2 separate regions of the Sus scrofa genome follow, and region 1 is linked to region 2. The links are chromatin contacts, called in public Hi-C maps. All regions are on one chromosome and are shown on one strand. Each heading gives the region's core, a stretch centred on a gene start, on an enhancer-like site or on the middle of the called end of the contact. The rest is flanking DNA. Distances are from core to core; before and after follow the strand shown. Region 1 overlaps NCOA2 (nuclear receptor coactivator 2). Region 2 has its middle 77 kb from the start of NCOA2.

Evidence for each region. A called contact is a pair of places that touch in the nucleus more often than the background predicts.
Region 1: a Hi-C map of liver shows a contact between it and region 2, with 8 times the contacts expected there. The contact joins two enhancer-like sites. A contact is called at or near these places in 4 of 47 Hi-C or Micro-C datasets (liver and skeletal muscle).

What each region holds. Positions count from the first base shown.
Region 1 is chr4:65,018,474-65,025,478 of Sscrofa11.1, reverse strand. All of the region lies in intron 1 of NCOA2 (nuclear receptor coactivator 2), which reads right to left. Among named protein-coding and RNA genes, the nearest start is that of NCOA2, 68 kb to the right of the region's middle. Within about 2 kb of position 4,483, at least 16 of the 83 cell types and tissues checked have an H3K27ac peak or open chromatin away from gene starts, as enhancers often do. A contact at or near this core is called in liver, where this site is marked.
Region 2 is chr4:64,873,577-64,880,518 of Sscrofa11.1, reverse strand. No RefSeq gene overlaps it. Among named protein-coding and RNA genes, the nearest start is that of NCOA2, 77 kb to the left of the region's middle. Within about 2 kb of position 3,243, at least 6 of the 83 cell types and tissues checked have an H3K27ac peak or open chromatin away from gene starts, as enhancers often do. A contact at or near this core is called in liver, where this site is marked.

The DNA.
Region 1 (7,005 bases), core at 3,234-5,733, 140 kb before region 2:
ACCGTACCAGAATAAATAAAATGTAAAGGGGGAAAAGATTAATAAGGCCAGCAATGTTGGATGTGGAGCAACTAGACCCCCATACATTGCTGATGGGGATGCAAATTTGTACAAACACTTGAAAAACTGATTGGCAGTACCTACTAAAGCTCAATTTACATTATTCCCAAAACCTAAGGTTTCAATCTTGGGTTTAAACCCAAGAGAAGTGAGTGTAAAACATGTATAAAACCAAAGACACATAAACAAATGTTCATAGCAGCTTTATTCTTAAAAGCCCAAAATGAAAATATCCCAGGTATCCATCAATAAGGTGAATAGAAAAATGTTAATGTATTCCCACAATGGAACACTATACAGCAATGAAAAAAAAGAAAAACATACTATATGTTACAACGTGGATGAATCTTGCAAATGCTGGGCAAAAGAAGCCTGGTACCAGAGAGTACATTCTCTATGATTCAATTTTTATAAAGGTCTTAAACAGGTAAAACTAATTTAGGAGGAATCAAGATCTCTGGGGACTGGGATCAGAACAGTGGTTACCTTTGGGAAGATAGTGACAGGGGCAGGGAAACACAGTCCCTGACGTGCTGGAAATGTTCTCTGTATTGATCTGCAGAGTATTCACCACAAAGGTGTACCATATTCACTAACAAAAATTTATCTGTGTCATATTCTGTCTTACTGGCTTCCTGACTTTTGTGAGTTATTTAACCCCTCAAAACCTGAACTTTGTCCTCTATAGGATGGGGTTAATACTTTTGATACAGAGTTGATATTGAGTATAAAACATCCAAAAATGGTAATTACTATTAGTGCCCTTTTTTTTTTTTTTTTGGATTAACAGGAACATGGTGAAAGGATGTTTTTTTGTTGTTTTTGCTTTTTAGGGCCGCACCCACAGCACATGGAAGTTCCCAAGCTAGAGGTCCAATTAGAGTTGCCTGCCTACACCACAGCCACAACAATGCCAAATCTGAGCTGCATCTACACCACAGCTCACAGCAAATGCTGGATCCTTTAACCAACTGAGCGAGGCCAGGGATTGAACCCTCTCCTAATGGATACTACTTGGGTTCATTTCCACTGCATCACAACAGGAACTCCTCAAAGGACTTACAAATGCCAATAGTAAAAAGAAATAACCTACAGACATGGGGAAAAGACACTCAAGTTTTTAAAATTTGATAAGTCTGGTCCCATATGGTATAAAAGCAAAGAGCTGAACACAACAGAACTCATGTGCAGTCTCAAGAAAAGGACAATATATTTACATGATCTTAAAAGGTATGAATGTGTACATATACTTAGGAAAGATTTCCGGTTGAAATGGTTAGATAAAATAAAAGCAATTCTAACACCTAGGGGTTGGTTATCTTAAGTTACCTGGAAAAGACAGTTATGTTTCAAAGCATATGGATAAGAAACTAATAGTTTCTAATTAATTTTAGTAATTTCCTCTCCTAAATAAAAACTTCCCATTAGCTGACTTGTTTTAAAGCCTCTCATACTCCCATTTATTTAAGAACAGCCCACATAGAAAACAGTTCTATCACTAAGGAGGGATTCGTTTAATCCCAAACGAATTATTCATAAAAGCATAGCTTTTACTTATAAAAAGCAAACTCCATGTTTAAATTACAACTTTAGCAAAAATGTTTTAACATATTACTTTCAGAATTGTTTTCTTATAAAAATGGTCAAAAGTAAATTTATTATTTATTGTTTCAGCATATAGAAACGATAGCATAAAGCTTTCTTCCTAAAACAAAACAAAATTTAATTTGACCAACACAATGCCAGAATGCTAAAAGCTTAAAACAGGCTCAGCGGGCTAAGAACCAGACATAGTGTCAGTGAGCATTCAGGTTCAATCCCTGGCCTTGATCAGTGGGTAAGGATGTGGCATTGCCACATTGCAGCTCAGATCTGGTATTGTCATGGCTGTGGTGTAGGTCTGTGGCTGCGGCACAGGCCTGCAGCTGCAGCTCTGATTCAACCTCTAGGCCAGGAACTTGCAAGTGCCACAGGTGCAGCCATTAAATTTAAAAAAAAAAAAAAAAAGCTTAAAAAATAACCTAATACATCATAGTAGAGCACATAAGTAACTGCAAAAGATCATCTCAATCTTCAAACTTTTAGTACAGCTCAAATGAGTCTTTGAATTTATTGTAATTCAAAATTCTAGCCTGCTCAAATATAAAATGCTACTAAAAATGTTAAAGTAATTTGAAAAACTACAACTGTATAAATTACATAGAGATATTTTTCTTTTACAGTTCTCTTCAGTTCACTAAGAAAATTTATAGCCAAATGTAACTGAGATAATCCTTCTTTAAGCTAATGTCTAAAATGGTTGCTACGTATTAATTTGTCAACTTTTTAAAAACCTAACACTTTGATGTTATTTTTATATCTACATTTCTTTCTGGCATTAAACTGCACACTACTGAAACAAAGTAAAAATCAGATTTTATCCAAGTTCATTTTAAGCTAAGTTTCATTTTCATGTAGGCTTTATCCTTCAATGCTTACATTTAAATTTTCTAAAACAAACTTCATATTCTATAAGGCAGCAATCAAATATACTGTTAACAAAATCACTGGAGATGTTATGGTCCCAGCAAAGACAGTATGAAAAAAATGTATTTTCACTCACACAGAAACAAATTAGAGTTTTAAACAATAAACCATGACTTACATCATGACGTGAACAGAGATGCCGAAAAGGTTAGAATGAAAAGTCCCCTTAAGGTCAACAGGATTTACTTTTATATTCGTGTCACGTGAATTCCTTTATTAAGGTTTGAAAAAACACCACTTACGAAAAAGAGTCACTGTGTGATGATAGAAACCATTTTAAGATTTATAAATCTTTTACGAAAAATCATGATTATATAGCAAATAGTAACTGGAATTTGAAGGGGTCTGAATTGCTTGTAGCTAAAACTGGATGGAGTAAATACTCCAAAATTCTTCAGTTCTCTAGGAATTTAAAAAAAGAAAAAAAGCTAGTCAATATTTTTTTTGGTTAAAAAACAACTACTCTTGTATCTGAGCAGAGAATATCTGTGCCAAGTTTAAGCCTACTATGAATTCAAACAGCTAGATTTGTAAGCAGGTTTAAAACTCTGCCCAATAATTAGAAAAAAACCACCTACACTAGAACATGCTCCACGGTACTGTGATCTATTAACAGTAAGACTGAGTGGATTTCAAGAACGCTGGTCTGACCAAAACTTTTCCCCAACTTATTCCTAATTCTAGATGGATAAATGAGCCTTTTTCTATGGAAGTTGATAGAAAATTCTACCAAAATCCCCTGTGACAGTTTTAGTCATAAGTTTTATTGTTGATATTACCATTTTTTGAGGAGGGTGGCAAGTACTTTATTAAAAAAGAAAACTTATAATGTGCGTTAAGGTATATGACATAAGATATATTGCTATTTAAATAGATTTTTAACAGCAAATTTAATGCTTCAATCAAACAAATTTTTTTTCCATTTTAAATAACTCATAAGTGACCAATGCTTGCTTTGGCACTCTGAATACTGTAAGTCTATTTAATCTTTAAAGATCAAACTCCAGAAGTCCATAGTTCAGAGAAACACATGCTTTACAAAACCTGGGATGTGGCTGCTTAATACACAAAGGAGTAAAAAGCACCGAACTCATCGCACACTGGAGATGAGAAATAAATTATTCTTCACAGGGCACAGTGTCTATATTTTAGTCATTACCTCAAGTCATCAAAGCAGGCCTGAAAGGTAAATATTATTACCTTCATTTTATAAAGAAACGGAGAAAATTGAGTTTAAATAAACTTGCCTGAAGTTTCACTGCTAGTGGCAAAGCAAGGATTCAAACCTAAGATTTCACATACCAAATTCCATCTTCTTTTCACTCTACCTTCAACCACTGCAATATCTGGCTGCAGCATTTATCAAAGAGTTGGCAGGACCTGTCTTGGCCAGCTGCTTGCAAGCCATGTTCAAAGACTAGCGTTTTTCATTAGCCAATGTCAATGAATTAAAAGACTCAAAAGCAAATTGAACAAAGTCAAGAATCCTAAGAAGCAGGCACTACTGCATCCGGGGGACCCCATGACACAGGGGCTGCAAAATCCTCCCCAGGGCTGCGGGGGCGGGGTGCGGAGGGGTAGCAGGGCAGAATCCCCCAGCTGTGTGCTGCTATTGGGGTGGAAGGGTCTCTGGGGCCCACAGACCCAAGGGTGAGGCAGTATAACTCTGCTCAGTCCTTGGTGGGCCTGATAGGTGAAGCCTCTTAGTCACAGCAATTGTTTCCCTAACGACCTGCTCAGGAGGGTCTTTAACACATTACCAGGCCCTATGAATATCCACTTGCAGCAAAACATTTACGCAACATCTCAAAAGCTCACGGCACATGATTCAGAACAGTCTGCAGTTCACCAATGTGCCAGGGCATGGAGGTCTGGGGACTGCTGGCCTGGGCGCTCTGTGGACACAGCCAATGAAGCCAGGACACTGATGGACAGCATTATCTGCCGTGTCAGCTGAGTGGTGCTGAATGCCACCAGGCCCTCCAGGGACCTGCTCAAGCCAGGACACTTCAGCCAGGCCAGTTCACATCACCATGCCCTTTGCCTGACCAATACGGCATACCTCCTTTCTAAGAGCGGGAATGCTGGTCAGCTATCCCATTGGGCAATAAATGCTTTGTGCAGAAATATGCTTATAATTGTGAATTTCACTTCTTCCTTCTTTTCACCATTTCCTCTCCTTTTTGTTTCTGCTGCTTCTACCCTCCTCCAGCTCTTCAAAATTCCACCATTCAATAACCCTTTCACTAACTAGTCTCTCTACAGAATCTCTTCAATACACTGCTGCCTAACTGATCTTTAAAACAGCTTTTATCATGTCAAGTTCTTTCAATGGCTGTACATTGTGAAATGAATCAATTCTTAACACCTCTAACTTTTCACAACTAATTTGTATCCTCCCTGTTTATTTATCCAACCTAATTTCCTGCTTCAGATGGACACCAAAGAACTAAATCAGCCTCTATAATTAAACAATCACCAGTCAGACCAAGTCAGCCTACCTGCTTCCTAAGGTGTCAACACTTGTCATTTCCACAGTGGAAACTTCCAACAGTTGCCCACTGCTGACATAAATTCAAATTCTTAATAAGACACTGAAAATTCTCCATGATCTGGCCCCAAAGTATTTTTGCTGTCTTCTGCTTACTACAACCAACATGAGGTCTTGTTCTCTGACAGACACAGAGATCGCAGCCCCTCCTGGCGCAGACCACTCTAGCTTTCCCTACATCTGTGTCAAGATGCTCACCTTGAATTCATATCCCCATTCGCTCTATTAACATCCTTCCCATCTTTCAAGGTTACTTCTGAGAAGTAGATCTCTCTAGTCTGTGTTTCCACAAACCTTTCTTTATATCACTTATCAGTCTCTATCTCGTATTTCAGTTACCTTCTCTTTTAGAGCAGGAAGCTCTTAAGAGCAGGGGGTTCTGGCTTGACCTTTACATCAATCCTAATAACTTGTAGCCACAGTACCTTTCTTTCTCTCTCTCTCTCTCTCTTTTTTTTTTTTGGCCGTACCCGTAGCATATGGAAGTAGTTCCCAGGCCAGGGACTGAATACAAGCCGCAGCTGCAGGAATGCTGGATCCTTAACCTAATGCACCAGGCGAGGGATCAAACCCATGTCTCAGCAGAGAAACAAGCTGCTGCAAAATTAACACTGGATCCTTAGCCTACTATACCACAGCGGGAACTCCAACAGTACCTTTCTTGAAAACACTTGTTATAATAAATACCAATAAATGGAATGTATCTGAATCCCTGGCAGAAGCTATTAAACACTCAACCTGGCAGACGTGGTAAGAAGTAAAATATAAGCAAAATGACAAAAAACTTATCAAAAAGTGAAAGCTTTTAAAAATCAAGACTGTGGACAGCACTTAATACACTTGTTTTGGTCACATCAGTTCTCTCTACCCACGTAAACCAAGGTCATTTTCACCTCGCTCCTGTCTCCATGAGCTCTGCGAACACTGCCCCCATGTGTGCTTACTCCTTCTTTCAGTGTCCACAATAAGCTTTTCTCCAGAATGTAACACATTCACACTCGAACCATAATACCTGTTCCCTAGAAAGGAGAGCTGAGCCAGCTGCTCTCAACCAGTGTAGAGCCAGCTGCTACCAGCAAGTGTCTGTCAATGAAAACATTACACTACAACAGCTGAACAGATTTTACACTAAATCTGAAAGGTTTGTTGTTGTTGTTTTAATTTAAACATAAATTTTGCCGTCTTAACCACTTTTACACATACAGATGAACAGTGATAAGGGCATTCAAATGGTTGTGCAACCATCTTCCAGAATTCTTGCCCTTACAAAACTGAAACCCTCTAGTCATTAAACGGTAATTCCCCATTTTCATTCCTCACAGCCTTTCATCCCCGGCAATCACCATTCTACTTTCTGACTCTATGAATTTACTCTAAGTACGTCACCTGCGTGTAATCCTGAAGTATATAAGCTGTTTGTGACTGGCTTATTTCATTCAACATACTGGTGTTCTCGAGATTTATCAATGTTGTCAGAATTTCCTTCCTTTTTCAAGGCTGAATAGTATTCCACTGCATGCAGAGATCACACTTCATTTATTTATTCATCCTCAGTAGACACTGAGTTGTTTCCATCTTTTGGCTACTATGAATAGTGTTTGTGGTTTTGAGAAAACTCGAGTCACTCCTGAGGGGCTGTGAGGAAAGAGAACAAGGTACCTCCAAAGGAAGAAAGTTACCTTACAAAGCAGCTCAAACTCAGAGACAAGTGCTCCTTAAAAATACTGATGCCACGGACCAGGAGCTACTCACACATTACTGTTTAGTGCTAACAAAAACTTGTAAATATTTTTTAACACATGGTATGGACCAAATAGGGACTTTAAGAGTAATGCCTATTATGTGTATACACGAGCATGAGCATACAC
Region 2 (6,942 bases), core at 1,994-4,493:
TCAATCCCCGGCCTCACTCATTGCATTAAGGATCCAGTATTGCTGTGAGCTGTGGTATAGGTAGGCAGCTGTAGCTCTGATTAAACCCCTAGCCTGGGAACCTCCATATGCTGCAGCTTAGGCCCTAAAGGCAAAAAAATAAATAAATAAAAATAAATTTAAAAAAAAGTTACTCACTATAATAATTTTTTAAAACTTTATATTGTCTGTTATACTTTTTCATTTATTCCTCTGATATAATATGTTGTGGCTAACTGATTTTATTTCCTGAAGTTCCCTGGTGGCCTAGCAGTTAAGGATTTGGCATTGTCACTGCAGAGGTGTGGGTTTGAGCCCTGCCTGGGGAATTTCATATGCTGCAGGCATAGCCAAGAGAAAAAGAAAAGAAAAGTTATTCCAACTTTCTTTGCTTACTATTTTTTAAATGGTTCGAATGAGTCAATAGCCTGAAACTTGTGCTTTTCTTTGACCTAGAAACATCACTTCCAGGAATCTGTATTAAGGAAATAAGCAAATGGATGTGTAAGGTCAGTTGTATCAGGCTGTTTATTCCAGAACAGTTTACCACATTGAAAACTGTATTTTCTTTTCTTTTTTCTTTTTTTTTTTTTTTTGTCTTTTGTCTTGTTGTTGTTGTTGTTGTTGTTGTTGTTGCTATTTCTTGGGCCGCTCCCGCGGCATATGGAGGTTCCCAGGCTAGGGGTTGAATCGGAGCTGTAGCCACCGGCCTACGCCAGAGCCATGGCAACGCGGGATCCGAGCCACGTCTGCAACCTACACCACAGCTCACGGCAACGCCGGATCCTTAACCCACTGAGCAAGGGCAGGGACCGAACCCGCAACCTCATGGTTCCTAGTCGGATTCGTTAACCACTGCGCCACGACGGGAACTCCGAAAACTGTATTTTCAATACAATAACTTCTATATTCAATAAGAATGCTGATTAAAGTAAGTTTAGGTATATCCATACAATTAAAGGCTATGCAGCCATTAAAATTAATTATGTATATAAGTATGTATTCCCATAAAATATATTTATATTATATAGTGAAGTGACAAAAGTAGTTTACCAAATGATGTGTATCATGGTCTCTATTTTACGTAAATATACGTACACACATATATAAAGGAAAAAACTCCAGAAGAAAACATGATAGAAATTGAATACATTATATGGTAATAGTTATCTCTAGTGATGTGATTGTAGGTGATATTTCTTTTGCTTTCTTTCCTTTTCTTTCCTTTTGTCTTTTTAGGGCCGCACTTGGGGCATATGGAGGTTCCCAGGCTAGAGGTCAAATCAGAGCTGCAGCTGTAACCACAATCACAGGAACACCAGATCCGAGCTGCATCTTCGAACTGCACCACAGTTCATGGCAACACTGGATCCTTAACCCACTGAGCGAGGCCAGAGATTGAACCCACATCCTCATGGATACCGGTTGGGTTCATTACCGCTGACCCACGACGGGAAATTCTGTGGGTGATTTTTCCTTTTTTTTGTTCATATGTAATTTCTCATTTTTTTCTCATTTTTCTTTTACTTCTATAATGAAATTAGTTTACTATATTAATATATATTAATATGTATATATTAATATATATATATTAGTTTACTATAACTGGCAAAATTAGCTGCTTATTATAGGTGACAGTTGACTAATTTGTATAGAAAATGGCATCCATTTTTGTTCTAATTAATTTCATAAGCCTGTTCTCTCCCTCTCTTTCTAACTTTCCCCCCTTTCTTTTGTTTCTTCTCAATTAAAGTAAGTTCTCTTTTACTGGCGAAACCACTGGTGAGTAACTTTTTGAGGCCTCTGGAGCCCAAATGTGCCTTCAAGTAAAAAGCAGGTAAAATGAAAAATTCACTACTCCAGGGATTTGTTCTCTGATGGAAGTGTTCCTAAGACTACTAGGATTTTCTTTCACTCTGCTTAATTTTAATGGTTTTTCAGCCTCAAGATAGCTGGGGACGATAGGCTTCTGAGGGATTCAGCATGCGGTGGCCTCCTTACCGGGACAGGCAGTGACACGCAGCGACTGGGGGAGTGGGTATTCTTTGAGGCGGTATCACTGAAGCAAAGTAAACTGGAAATTGAGATAGTTCCCCAAGGCCTCTAACCCCTGTCCCCTGACCTATGTGTCTTTTCCAGACACCGCCTAGCCCTGAATTATCCTAATAATCCAGTATTCGGCATTTTACAAATTTCCAGAACAGCTGCCCAGGATTCCTGCCACCTGCCCTTTGTCAAGGGCAATGCCATTGATGGGTCTGCCTTGGATGGTGGTAGCAATAGGCTCCTCAGCAGGAGAGAAGCCATCACTCCAGGAGACGCATGGACTTCTAATATCTTCTGATACTGCAACCCTGAACATGAGGTTAAAGGAACCTAGGCAAGGATCAGGACCTGGCATTGGCACGTACTATTTTTAGTTCCTCTGTTGGGCCCAGGTGACCTGGGGGAACACTCAGCTCCTCTGTGCGTGGGTTTCTGGTTGACAAAATGAACGGAGTGATATTGTAGGCTGGGGAGCTACGTAGTGAAAGGCCGAGGAAAGAATGCCACAAACGCGTATTCTCAGCAGTGCTAATGTTGACGCGGGTGCTCAGAATTCTTTCCCTGATTGTATCTCTGCCTTGGTGTGCGTCCCTGAGCCCTTAGGCTATTGCCGTGGCCTCCGCTTTCTCATGCATAGACAGGCAATAATACTCTGTTCTCTCTCCTTTCATTATATGGGCACTGTGAGGATAAAATAGCAAGTTAATGAGATTGAAAATAGGAAGAAAATGTTTCTGAAGGCTTTAATGTTCTCAGATTTTCAGGTCCTGATTAAATAGAAGTTATTGTTTCAAGAAAAATCTGTACGGTTCATATCGTGTACATATTGTTTCCTCCAGTGCTGTATTTATTTCACAATTTCTCTTTCCTTTCTGCACAGATATGGAAGAAAATAGAGGCAAAGTAAAACAATAAGAGTGAGAAAGCCGAGAACAAAAGTCTGGGCAGTCACGTTAAGCCTCAGACCCACATTCTGCTGGAACTAGCATGAGAATGCCCCTCTGATAGATTTGGAATGGTGCATTTGATCGGGTGACTAAAACGTCCACCCTGGCAAGGATGTTCTCACGTGGAGAAATAGTGCAATTTTATCTTGGAAAAGCACAGAGAACACACTTCTTGAACACACACAATACTGAGGACATTTCCTGGAAAACCGTTGGCCTTTGCCTGGGACAGTTGCATCACACAGAAATGTTTGTGGTTCAGGTTTATAAGCAACACAGGGTCTGAAGCCAATGTACAACTTTGGCTTAGGACAACAGGTGCCAGGTCTAAGCTATTAGGCACTTTCCTATTTGTACTATTAGGAAAAATCTTTCCTCCCTAAGATGCCGACAAATCAAAGCAATAAACTACCTTCTGAAAAAAACAAAAAAAAAATTTTTTTTTTGGTCTTTTTTCTTTAGGGTCACACCAGAGGCACATGGAAGTTCCCAGGCTGGGGGTCAACTCAGAGCTACAGCTGACAGCCTACACCACAGCTCACGGCCACGCCAGATCCTTTACCCACTGAGCGAGGCCAGGGATCGAACCTGCGTGCTCATGGGTACCGGTCTGGTTCATTACCGCTGAGTCACAAGGGGAATTCCTGAAGGAAGCACTTATTTACTTAATTCAGACTTTGAAATGACTTCCTCTCCTGTGTGCCTTTCTTTTCTTTTGTTCTAAAACTACATCTAGAAAGAAGGGAAATGGCCAAAAAATGTTCTTGAGTTTTCTAATGAATTTTATGTCGTAAATATTTATCTTAGAGCACGGACTGTGAGGAAATGTATTCTTTTCTAAAACTATGTTCTTTCTGGAAGGGCAAACAAGACTAATAACCACAATTACCTGCCGTAGAGAAATGGAAAAGCGGGAGGGGGTCTTCACCTTTTCGTAGTTTGTGATGTTTGCACCAATGTTAATTACCTCCAAATTAAAATACGACTTAAAAAGGAATGTTTACCTGCGGAAAGAAATTGGCAGTGAAGAATGAGGAGCTGGAGATTTCTTTTTATGGAAGAATTCTGACATTTTTGCAATGTGTATAAATACATAAGTGAGGAAATAAGAAAGAAAGGGAGGGAGGGAGGAAGGGAGGAAGTAAGGAAGAGGCATTCCCTGGTGGCCTAGTGGTTAAGGATCCAAAGTTGTCACTGTGGTGGCTTGGGTGGATGCTGCAGTGTAAGTTCTAGCCCTGGCCTGGGCACTTCCATGTGCTGCAGGCTTGATCCAAATAAATAAATATTCATTCATAATTAAAAAGAACAAACAGAAAACATCAAAAGACTTCTGTATGCCCTGCTCCCCGGAGAAGAATAGATGAGCTTCTCATTCCTTCTTTTTGGAGCTCTCTTCCCTGTGCCCAAGAGCTGCTCTATGATTGTGGCATGAAAGGAAAGGCCAAAGTCCATTCTGAAGTCCAAACCAAATGGTGATTTCCCTGTTGAGCTTTCTCTGTACAGACATAATAAGGTTACACGTTCCCCGTGAAAAAGCTACAGACAGATTACACCAAAACTGTAAAACCGTTTTAACACTTACTTCAGCTATTATTATACGTGACAAGTATTTCAAAGATCAACCAAATAAGCTGTTTTCCTAGGAAATGTTTCCAGTAGAATACTTCTTGAATAAAATGCTGCTTTTCTTAAGTTGTGGTAATTGAATTAAGATGTGAAACCTCAAGTCAGGAATGAAAACCTATCAACTATAATGGAAAAAATAAAAATCATTTAAAAAAAAAAAGAATGAAAACCTACCTTCTTAGCAGAATACTTTTAGAGAAGCCTCTAGCTATGACAATATTTCTCAATCCTCTTATTTGGCATGCACAAAATAGAAATAGATTGTCTTCTTTACCTGGCAGCAAATACATATGTGGGTTTTATAAATATGACAAGATTCCAAATTTGACAGTGTATATCTCTATAACATGTATCTATTCATTCAGCCATCAGTCATTTCTCTTACTGTTCATGAGGCTCTGCATGAGATGCTCTGAAGATATGGAAATAATAAGACCCCATTGGAAGATGGCCGGCCGCTGGGAAAATCAGAGATCACAAGCTGGTGTGATAAGGAAGGTGTTTCTCTGTAGGCACCGGTTTACTCTGGAATCAGGAAGGAAAATAACACCTCTCCTGGAGGCTGGCTGTGGAGCAGAAAAAGAGTAGTGCATTTAAAGCACTTAACCCACACCTGACTCATCATAAAGGATTACTAGGGATTAGCTATTTTAAAGAAGGGAGCAGAGTTATAGTGTTTTGGGGAAGCATTTCAGAAGAATATGTAACTCAGTCTGAAAGTGGGGGAGAGGGGAGAGAGAGGAAATAGGAAGATGTACTTTTTTTTCTTTTCTTTTTAGGGGTGCACCTGCAGCATTGGGAAGCTCCCAGGCTAGGGGTCAAATCAACCTGGCAGCTGGCAGCCTACAGCATTGCAGGATCTGAACCACATCTGCAATTTATGCTGCAGCTTGCAGCAACGCCTGGTCCTTAACCCACTGAGTGAGGCCAGGGATTGAACCCAAATCCTCATGGATAGTAGTCAGATTCTTTTTTTTTTTTTTTTTTTTTTTTGTCTTTTTGCCATTTCTTTGGGCCGCTCCCACGGCATATGGAGGTTCCCTGGCCTACGCCCGAGCCACAGCAAGGCAGGATCCAAGCCGCGTCTGCAACCTACATCACAGCTCACGGCAACGCCGGATCGTTAACCCACTGAGCAAGGGCAGGGATCGAACCCGCAACCTCATGGTTCCTAGTCGGATTCGCTAACCACTGCGCCACGACGGGAACTCCTAGTAGTCAGATTCTTGACCCGCTGAACCACAATGGGAACTCCTGGAAGAACATGTACTTTATTTATTATTATTATTATCATTATTTGCCTTTTGTCTTTTCTAGGGCCGCACCCTCGGCATATGGAGGTTCCCAGGCTAGGGACCCAATCAGAGCTGTAGCCACCGGCCTACACCAGAGCCCCAGCAATGCGGGATCCGAGCCACATCTGCGACCTACACCACAGCTCACGGCAACACCGGATCCTTAACCCACTGAGCGAGGCCAGGGATCGAACCCGAAACCTTATAGTTCCTAGTCGGATTCGTTAACCCCTGAGCCACGACAGGAACTCCAAGAAGATGTACTTTAAAAGCTAGTTGAAGGAAATAAATAAATAAACAAAAGCTAATTGATAGTTTCTAGTACTGCATGAAGTTCATAAATAATTAGTTGATGATCTTAAAAGAAGGCTGGATTTGATCAGGAGCTTGAGTTAAAGCAGGGACTTATCACCTAGTATACTAGAATAAAAGAAACCAAGGCTTCCACCTTAATTGCCTATGGACTGTTTTATTTTATTTTGTTTTATTTTTGCTCTTTAGGGCCACGTCCAAGGCTTATGGAAATTCCCAGGCTAGGGGTCAAATCAGAGCTACAGTTGCCGGCCTACACCAGAGTCACAGCAACACAGGATCCAAGTTGAGTCTGCAACCTACACCACAGCTCCTGGCAACGCCAGATCCTTAACCCACTGAGCAAGGCCAGGGACCGAACCCAAAACATCATGGTTCCTGGTTGGATTTGTTTCTGCTGCCCCACAAGCGGAATTCCTATTTTATTTTATTTTATTTTATTTTATTTTGCTGCACCCATAGCATGAGGAATTTTCTGGGCCAGGGATTGAATCTGCACCACAGTAGTGACAATGCCAGAGCCTTAACCCCTCGCGCCTCAAGAGAACTCCAGCCTGTGGACATTTTACAATGACTCTTTTTTGTGGTAGACTGTGCTGGGTATTGCAAGATGTTTAGCAGCCTCCCTTGTCTCTACCCAGAGATGCCAGAAGACGCCAGAAGCAGCCTCCTGGTTGTGGCACTCAAAAATGTGTCTA